3 separate regions of the Mus musculus genome follow, and all the other regions are linked to region 2. Evidence: chromatin contacts called from public promoter capture Hi-C data. All regions are on one chromosome and are shown on one strand. The core of a region is the stretch at or near the end of the contact, and the rest is flanking DNA. Distances in the headings are between cores, read along the strand shown.

Region 1 (2,701 bases), core at 181-2,680, 3.8 Mb before region 2:
GCTTTAATGTGTGCCGTGAAGATGCGAACCGGGGTCCTCAGGACTGAGCAGCAAGCACCTGTATCCACTGAGCCATCTCCCCGGATCCCCCTGCAGAGTATATTAATCCTGAGAAAGACAACAGGGACAGCAAAAACAAAAAAAGTTTCAAAAACTGGCTCTCTGGGGAAACTGTCTTCCACTCTGGAGAGAAAAGTCGTTGGAGTTACAATATGAAAAGCAATCGAAAAGATCACAGCCATCTTAAACAGAAAAATCTGTTAACAAACGAGAAATGTCAGACCTCAAGATGTGGGAGGAAAAAAAGGAGAAACAATATAAGAAATAGAACAGAACTTATGCTACAAAATTAGTGTGGAAGTGGAGGTGATGGAATTCAAAATTCCGAATAAAGAAAGCAAAGGTAAGTGAGCAGGATCTATAATAAGAACCCTACACAGGGAATCAGAACACCTGGACTCTTATTATTGGCTCCACTCCAAACCGCCATGTGCCCTTAAGGCAAGTTAGTTACTCTCTTTAAAAACAGGCTCCTTGTCCTTAAGAAGTGAAGAAATGCTACTTAGTATAAGATCCCTGCCAGGCTAAATTTTTAATTTAAAAATACACGAAAATCAGGAGCTTCCAGGCCTAGAAACTAGACATTGAGATAAAAGGGGGAAAGAGTTGAGAAAACTTTGGGTGAATAAGTGAGTCAGTGGACAGAGACAAGCTTCGTGACAGCCAAGCACTCCCGGGGTTCCAGGAAAAGATGTCCGGATCTAGAGAAACTGCGAACTAATCGGCATATGTCAAAATGGACAGAAAGAGGGGGATGGGAGTAACTATCCGTGAACTATCTCCGTTAATGAACCGGTAATAGACCTGCTTCTGGTAAACAGGTAGGGGCTCCGAAAGCCGCGACCCACGAAAATCACAGCGAGCGAATCATGGACAGGTTGCCCGGGAGGCAAAAGTCAAGATAAGTTCGTTCTCGGGTTCTGCCTGGTGAAGATTCGGAGAGTAGGTGGAGAGTGAGGAAGGGGCAGAGGAAAAGCAAACTGAGACCATGCAGGCTGACGGGAGAGAAGGAAGTCAATGCCTGGCTCCTGCTCCAAAGCAGCAGAGGGGTCCGGGTCCAGGGTCCCGCTCTCACCATCTTGACGATGCCCCGCTGCACGGTGGGGACCGCGGGTCCCCCGGAGGAGCCGCTGCTCTGCGCGGAGGAGGCCATGTGTGGAGCTGGAAAGGCAGCGAGTGGGGCGGCCGGCCGGACTGGAAGTGTCAGGGTGGGTGTCGGCGCTTGCAGCGACAAGGAGCAGGCAGGCGACAGGCTACCGTCGGTGGGCTGGACAGAAGCGCCAGGCGCACACTAGAACACCAGCGGGACTGGGAGCAAAAGAGGAGACGCGATCTCCGCCGCCGCCACACGTTCTACTCGCCGCGCAAGCGTGCCAGAGCGCCACCGCCCTCTAGCCAATTAGCGTCCAGAACCCGCTGGAACTCAAGCCAATAGGCACTCTCTTTATGAAGCTCCGCCCTTTGGTCCCAAAACGGGTGCGGAGCTCCAGGAAGCGCTGAAAGAGCTGATTTGCGGTGACGGGATGGTTTTGAGGCGGGACTTCCGGGGAAGTCTTGAGAAGGTGGTGTCGGGAGGTGTAGTGGGAAGGAAAGGACACGTCAGCATCTGGCAGTGGTGCGCGGGGAGCCATGGGAGCCCCGAAGGCGGGGCGGGCCTCGCCCTCCAGCGGAGGTTCTGCTCCTGCCCCGCCCCTCAAGCGGCAAAGCGCCCACGTGTACGGAGCTGGACACCGGAACTGGACGACAAGGGCCTGGGGCCGTCCCAAAGGAACCTTACTGCTCTCAGAGTTCTGACGTTTCACCTCCGCAAAGCAGAGGAAACTTTTGAAAGTCGCCGCCATTGGGTAACCTGCTGATGTTAGTCTTGACCCGGAATGTGGCCGCGAATCTCCCGGTGGTCCGGAGTATCACTGGGGTTTAGTGCTTGTGAGTTCCGCTCATGTTTGTTGATGGAAGCAATAAGCATCTCTTAGAGGATGACTCGTCCTGCACACTGAGAATAGCCTCGTTTTTCGGCTCCTTCCCTCCTGCTCCAACTGAGGTTAGGAAAAACCTTGGGATTTGCCATCCCAGGGCTGAGCGGGAGACAGTCCTAACTCACTGCTAATCTCAGCTCGAGGTGGATCAGGAAAGCCATATTCAAGTGGATATTCAGGGAGAATTTATGGTCTTGGAGTGCCCCGTTTTAGAGCACAGGTTCTTGTATGTATTATTTAATAATAAAACCTGGACCTACGCTAAAGACACTACTTCCACTATAGCCTGTTTTAAGAAGTTTGAGTAGTCACGCATGTCTCAAATCAGGGTCAAGTTTTGGGGTCAGCATCTTCCTATAGCTCCAAAGCCAAGTCTGTACCACGAATTCACCCTATTCAAAAGAGAAAACGGATCTTTATAGATAGATACACACACACACACACACATATATAAAACAATTTTGAGGGGTTGCCCAGTACACTGGTAGCTCAGCTCTAAGACCTCATCTTTAGTGAATTTGACCTTTGCAACAGTGTAGCCACTCTCTCCAGGATAGTTGAAGCAGTTGAAACTAATTCCAAACATCTCATTTTCTGATCATAGTTACTGTCCTTTCCCCCCTACTCAGCCAGTTAATTCTCTTTTGCTTGTACTAATTTTCTAT
Region 2 (2,700 bases), core at 142-2,641:
CATGCTTTCAGTTGATAAGAGGTGCATTTTTAACAAATCATAAACTGACTCATCTTCCAGGTTTCTTAGCCCCACGGTTCAAACATTTCTTGTACTTCAAATGGTGCCTTTCACAAACCTACTATTTTAAAAAGTTTTGCCACTTTTAAAGATTATCTTTTCCGTTAACATTAACATAATTTGAGATATCCATATACTATGTGAGAACTCCTAAGAGTATATTCGCACATCCTCTGTTGTAGGCTTGCTCTTCATCACCCAATTTCATTATGTGCATTATAGGCAGCTTTACAGCTTTGTTTTCAGTTCGTCGGTAATAGTTTATCAATGTATTGAGAGCTATCAGAAATTTACCAGAGTTTGTCATAAAAGTTGAATATGCAACTGTTTAATTAGAACTAGGTAATTAGCAAACATCGTTAGTACAACTTATGTGATACGTTGTATGATTAATGTTAATAGTAGGATGTACATTTTATAGAATTCGCTGTAATCTGGTTTATCATCTCTATATTCCAATTTTTTTAAATTAAAGCTTTTTAGTTTTCAACCAATGATTTTATACTAACCTTTAATATTATGAAACACAGTAATGAATTCTCATTATTTACTTCTGCTGGGAATATTGCTCAGCTGGCTGAGTATGCACCAGGCCCTAGGTCCCTGCACCTAGAATACAGAGCCATGAAATTAACTCGTAAGGAAAAAAGAGGTAAGGTGTATTCCTACACGACATTCCCAAACGCGTGCATTCATCCTGAATTAAAGAGACAAGGTGCTTCCAACTTGAGATAGAGAAAGATTGAGAGGGGTAGTTTCCAATTCACAAGGCAAGGAAAAAACTACACACACCTATCCCACGAGATCCGCCAGGCGGGTGGTGGACGCCTTTTGCGATTCTGTTTTTGACATCTCTGAAGATGTCTATCCTGATCTTAGCAATGTCCCTCCACGCCCCGTTGGCGGCCGGGACTAAGATCCAGAAACCCGAGGCACCTGCGGCTCTGACCGAAACTACGCCGGCCGACCTTTCTCTCCAGCTAAACTAGATCTCCCTGACAGGCGGCCTGAGAGTCTCGCTTCGATGCCTAACAAACACTGGCTACGCGGACCCGACGCTCCGCAAAGGTGGGCGCTGCTGCAAGGGGGCGTCCGGCTCGGCAGTCAGTGTAGGAGACCCGCCAGCCCTGCCTCGCTCTGAGTCTGCGCACGCGCGCGGTGGTCATTGGTGGGGGCGACTAGCCTGCAACAAGACCTCAACCGGGATGAGCCTTGCCGCTTCCGGAAGGGGCGGGGCCTGGGTAGGACACGCCCCGGCACGCAGCAACCGAGGGGGTGTCCCGCCTTGCCGAGTTTCCGGCGCTCTCCCCCGCGTCCCGCGTCCCGTGGTCTCGCCCGCCCCCGCTGCCATGTTGGATTGTGCGGCTGCCGCCGCCGCCGCTGCCGCCGCCGCCGCCAGAGGACTGGAGGAGTAGGGAGTTTAGCGCAGCCGCCGGAGTGCTAGGACAACGACCATCCAGCCGGAGCTGAGCAGGGCGGGAGCCCGGAGCTTCCCTGTCGGCGCGCGGCCCGAGGGCGCCCGCCGTCATCTCCTTCCCTCGGCCTCCGCGCGCCGGAGGAGCGACGACGGGATGCTGCGGCTGTGACCGCCGGCTCGCGCCCCTGTCACCCAGAGTGGGACCCGAGTGCTCGCCCGCCGCCAGAAGTGACGACCCTGGACGCTCCACCCCACCGGCGACACCATGAGCTCGGGCCAGCAGCCCCCGCGGAGGGTCACCAACGTGGGCTCCCTGCTGCTCACCCCGCAAGAGAACGAGTCTCTCTTCTCCTTCCTCGGCAAGAAATGTGTGGTCAGTAGCCGAGACCCCCCTGTCGCCACCCCCCAACGTCTACTGGCGGGTTCGGGCTGGGGGGGAACGGGACTCAAGGGTAGGAGGGAGAAGGGGGGCAGGCTCGGCACGGCTGGGGTGCTGCTGCGGGCCAGGCCTCCAGCCTCCCGGGCCCTGGGGCTCCCCTCACCCAGCTCTCCGGGTGCAGGCCTGCCCGGCCCGGAGCCACCTCCCCCAGCTGCTGGAGAACAAGGGAGTGTCACCTCCATAGGCCTGCCCAGTAGCCCAGGTCCGCCGGGCCGGGCCGGGTCCGTGCCCTTGCTGCAGGTTCAAACTTTACTCTAGACCACAAGGGGATTTTGTTCGTGCATCAGCAGCTTAAGATCTCAGGACAGGATCCCAGCATTGGCCCTTGCTTCACTTCCCACTTCTGGATCTGGGTTATCTTCTTTAACAATGCTAGAGGTTTTAGGAATGAATAGATGGGGAAAGAAGCGAATTGGATTTTCGGTCCGCCTTAAGGATTCCGGGAGAGAATAAAGTGCAGTGCAGGTTCATGGACACTTAGGATCAGAGCAAGGGCAGGAAATGCGCCTGCTCCCAATTGCAAAAAACAAAAACAAAAAAACAAAAACGGGGTTTATTTCTCCAGCAGAAACTAGGCCTAGTTTCTGCTCTCCGCCCCACTGTGGGTTTTTCTTTTCCTCCCTGGCGTTGTGGGGTGGGGTGTAGGGTGCTGTTCGCTCCCAAGCCATGCGTAGGGAAGCGACAGTTTCTAATAGCTCACGGCCTTTGGGATCAAAAGTGGTTCTGAGTTTGGTGCTGTGAGGAGGCCCATTCCAACCCCAGATGGCGGATTGGGAGCAAGCAG
Region 3 (2,700 bases), core at 74-2,573, 3.6 Mb before region 2:
TATTATCCCATGTGCAGATTCCTGGAATAATTTAGCAAAATTATTCCATTTAGTCATTTGCTCATTTAGTTATAAAATGCATTATAACTAAAAGATCCATATTTAGCTAATAGTTCCTTTATTCTTTCTCAGTTTGAGTGCTTTCAGTAGAAACCATTACAGAAACTGAAACACTGGCGTTCACTAAAATGTCTGCTCCAAAAGCATGGGAGGTTTTTCTGTTTTTTAGTATACCGTGCTCCCAAGTCCATATTAATTATAAGTTGAAATTAACTTTGCAAAAAGACCAGAAAACTTTTATTTTCCTCAAGTAAAAATGAGTTGAATAAGATGAAGTATAATTTTATAAAAGACAGTGCTTTTGATTCACTGTTAAAAGTTTACGGGACAAAATACTCTGAAATATTGTGATTTATACAGCGCTTAGAGTAAAGACAAGCCATGTCGTCGAACCCATTCCTTAAAAGCTCTTTATGCCTACCCCTCTGCTACCCTAGAAAACATTAGCTTTATAAATTCATAAGTGGGACGAAAGTAAAAAGTCATTAACTTTTTATTCTAATAGTAAAATACATTTATTGTGTAAATTTGGAAATTACAAATAAAATGAAAATAAAGACTATCTGAAGTACCGAAAGGTAACAACACACTGTTGTGGTTTTTCTCCATCACGTTTAAATTTGTGTTCTCTGAATACTGAAGTACATACATACCCTCATACCCTGCAAATGCTGGTGAAATGGAATTTTTCCTCGACTGCTTTTTCATATTGTTGGACTGTATTTCACAACATCTTATTAGCAAGTTAGTTTGTGCTATAAGATTATGATACTTTATGTTTGGAGATGAACATTTTCCAATTTTTCTTCCTCTTCTTTCCCCATTTTCTATTATGTTGCAGTGGACACTCTTTGAAATTTTGTAGTTATGCTTTAAGGGAACATTTTTTAAAAGACTTTCTGGGTCAGGGGTTATCAGCTACCTGGGGTTTGATGCCTGCAACCCTGCCTGTTGTGGAGTGCCGCGGGGTGCCGGGCTCCTGGGCGCAGCTTTACCTGAAGGGTGCGGGGTGGGGACGCGGCGCCTCGGCCCCGGGCTGCGCGGTTCCCGCCCGTTGCTAACCGGCGTGTCTTTGTCTTTCTTCCCTGGGGTTCGCTGCGCCCGTGCGGGCCGAAGCCTGGCGAAGCCGTCGCCCCGCAGCGCCGCCATCCTGCGTCCGCCCGCGGGCGCCGTCACCACGCGCCAGGCCGCCTCCAGCTGCCGCGCCAAGCTCCGCGGCGCCGCCAGGGAGCGCCAGCACGCGGCGCGCGCCCTCGGCAGGTCAGCCGCCCCGTGACGCCGCCGCGCGCTCCCGCGGCCGCGCGCACCGCCGTACCTCGGGCGCCCAGGTCGTCTGCATCCACGGCCGCCTCGGCGTCGTCGTCGCTGGTCGGAGCGCCTCAGCTCGCCCCCCGCTGCTGCCGCAGCCTGCTCTGCCACGCGGGACGCCGGGCCACTCCTTGCTCCGTGCGATGCGTTTCTTCAGCCCGCCTGCAAAATCCCCGGCTTCTTTAAAAACCTCACCGCACATGATTCCGTTTCCCTATTTCTTGTAACTACTCTCTGTTCCCTTTCAGATTCTTTCCATTATTAGTTCTTCAAAGCCAGCATCGTTTTCTTCATTAAGCTCTCATCAAGCTCCACCTCCCACTCCCATCTGCCAGAAGATTCTAATGGTCCAAATTCATGATACAACCCAGAGTTGTATCATGCACATCTATAATTGAACTCAAGCGTCAGGCTTTCCCCTTCCTGTAACTTTATCGCCAATAGCCATTGCTCCCTGTGGAATTAGTCCTTGTTTCCAAGGACTCGTCATCCTAAACTCACCATCCTTAGAAACGGGATCCTCTCTAGAATATTGTCGCCGGTGACCACAGGACCGTGCCTTTCCATAGCTGCTCCGGGAAGGCTTGTTGGCTTAGCCCCTCTTTTTTTCCCAGGCCCTCTGTCCCAGGCTATACATGGATGTCTTACTTCTCTTGGGCTATTCCCAGTGACTGGTCACAGTTAAAGTCGTGATGGCCCAATCATGTGACATTCATGGTCCCTCAGTGAGCTATTGGGGACCCTTCAACTCCTGGCCACAGCTTCCTTAGAACTCCCGGCTTCAGTCTGTATCCCCTCTAGCCTTTCCTAGGTATGTCAGACCTGCGTTATGGCTTCTTCAAGATCTCTGCTCTCCTCTTGCTTTCTTTTGTCTTTCTCAGGTGTCCCCTCAACACAACTGCTGCACAGTGACCTTTGTCTTGGTGTCTGCTGCTAGGATCTGAACTGACACATCAGACATTCCAGTCTCTGACCACCACCTTCCTATCCTGAGTTGTTTGCTGACCTCATTTTTCTACTGTTGAGTAGGCCATGTCTTGGCTCTATTTCCTTGACTAGCCCAGATTCTACAGTCTATTATCGTAATCATGCCTCGAAATGCAAATTCTCTCAGCACTCTCAAACCTCAGTTTCTTCGAAATTATTTTTCTAGCAAAAAAATATCCAACCCTGGGTATAGGTAACTTCTGTCTTGCTCTAGCCAGACTGTAACAACGGATTTCGTTTAAGAAGAAATCATGAAACCAACCAACCTGTTCAATTTCCAAGACATTATTGCAAATCCTAAATTGGTGTTTTTTCCTATGGTCGTCTCAGTCCTTCACTTTTAGA

Evidence for each region. Promoter capture Hi-C pulls out the DNA fragments that hold promoters and counts their contacts.
Region 1: a promoter capture Hi-C map of pre-B cells shows a contact between it and region 2. The contact joins the promoter of Snd1 here to the promoter of Wasl in region 2. A contact is called at or near these places in 1 of 39 promoter capture datasets (pre-B cells) and 1 of 484 Hi-C or Micro-C datasets (Sertoli cells).
Region 3: a promoter capture Hi-C map of pre-B cells shows a contact between it and region 2. The contact joins the promoter of 6530409C15Rik here to the promoter of Wasl in region 2. A contact is called at or near these places in 2 of 39 promoter capture datasets (cranial neural crest and pre-B cells).

What each region holds. Positions count from the first base shown.
Region 1 is chr6:28,479,077-28,481,777 of GRCm38.p6, reverse strand. Snd1 (staphylococcal nuclease and tudor domain containing 1) reads right to left here and starts at 1,430. Exons shown (of 24, transcript NM_019776.2): 1 at 1,136-1,430. The coding sequence starts at 1,213.
Region 2 is chr6:24,663,686-24,666,385 of GRCm38.p6, reverse strand. It overlaps Wasl (WASP like actin nucleation promoting factor), which reads left to right and starts at 1,391. Exons shown (of 11, transcript NM_028459.2): 1 at 1,391-1,850. The coding sequence starts at 1,743.
Region 3 is chr6:28,214,122-28,216,821 of GRCm38.p6, reverse strand. 6530409C15Rik (RIKEN cDNA 6530409C15 gene) reads right to left here and starts at 1,323. Exons shown (of 4, transcript NR_165173.1): 1 at 1,056-1,323. It also overlaps a transcript of Zfp800 not described here.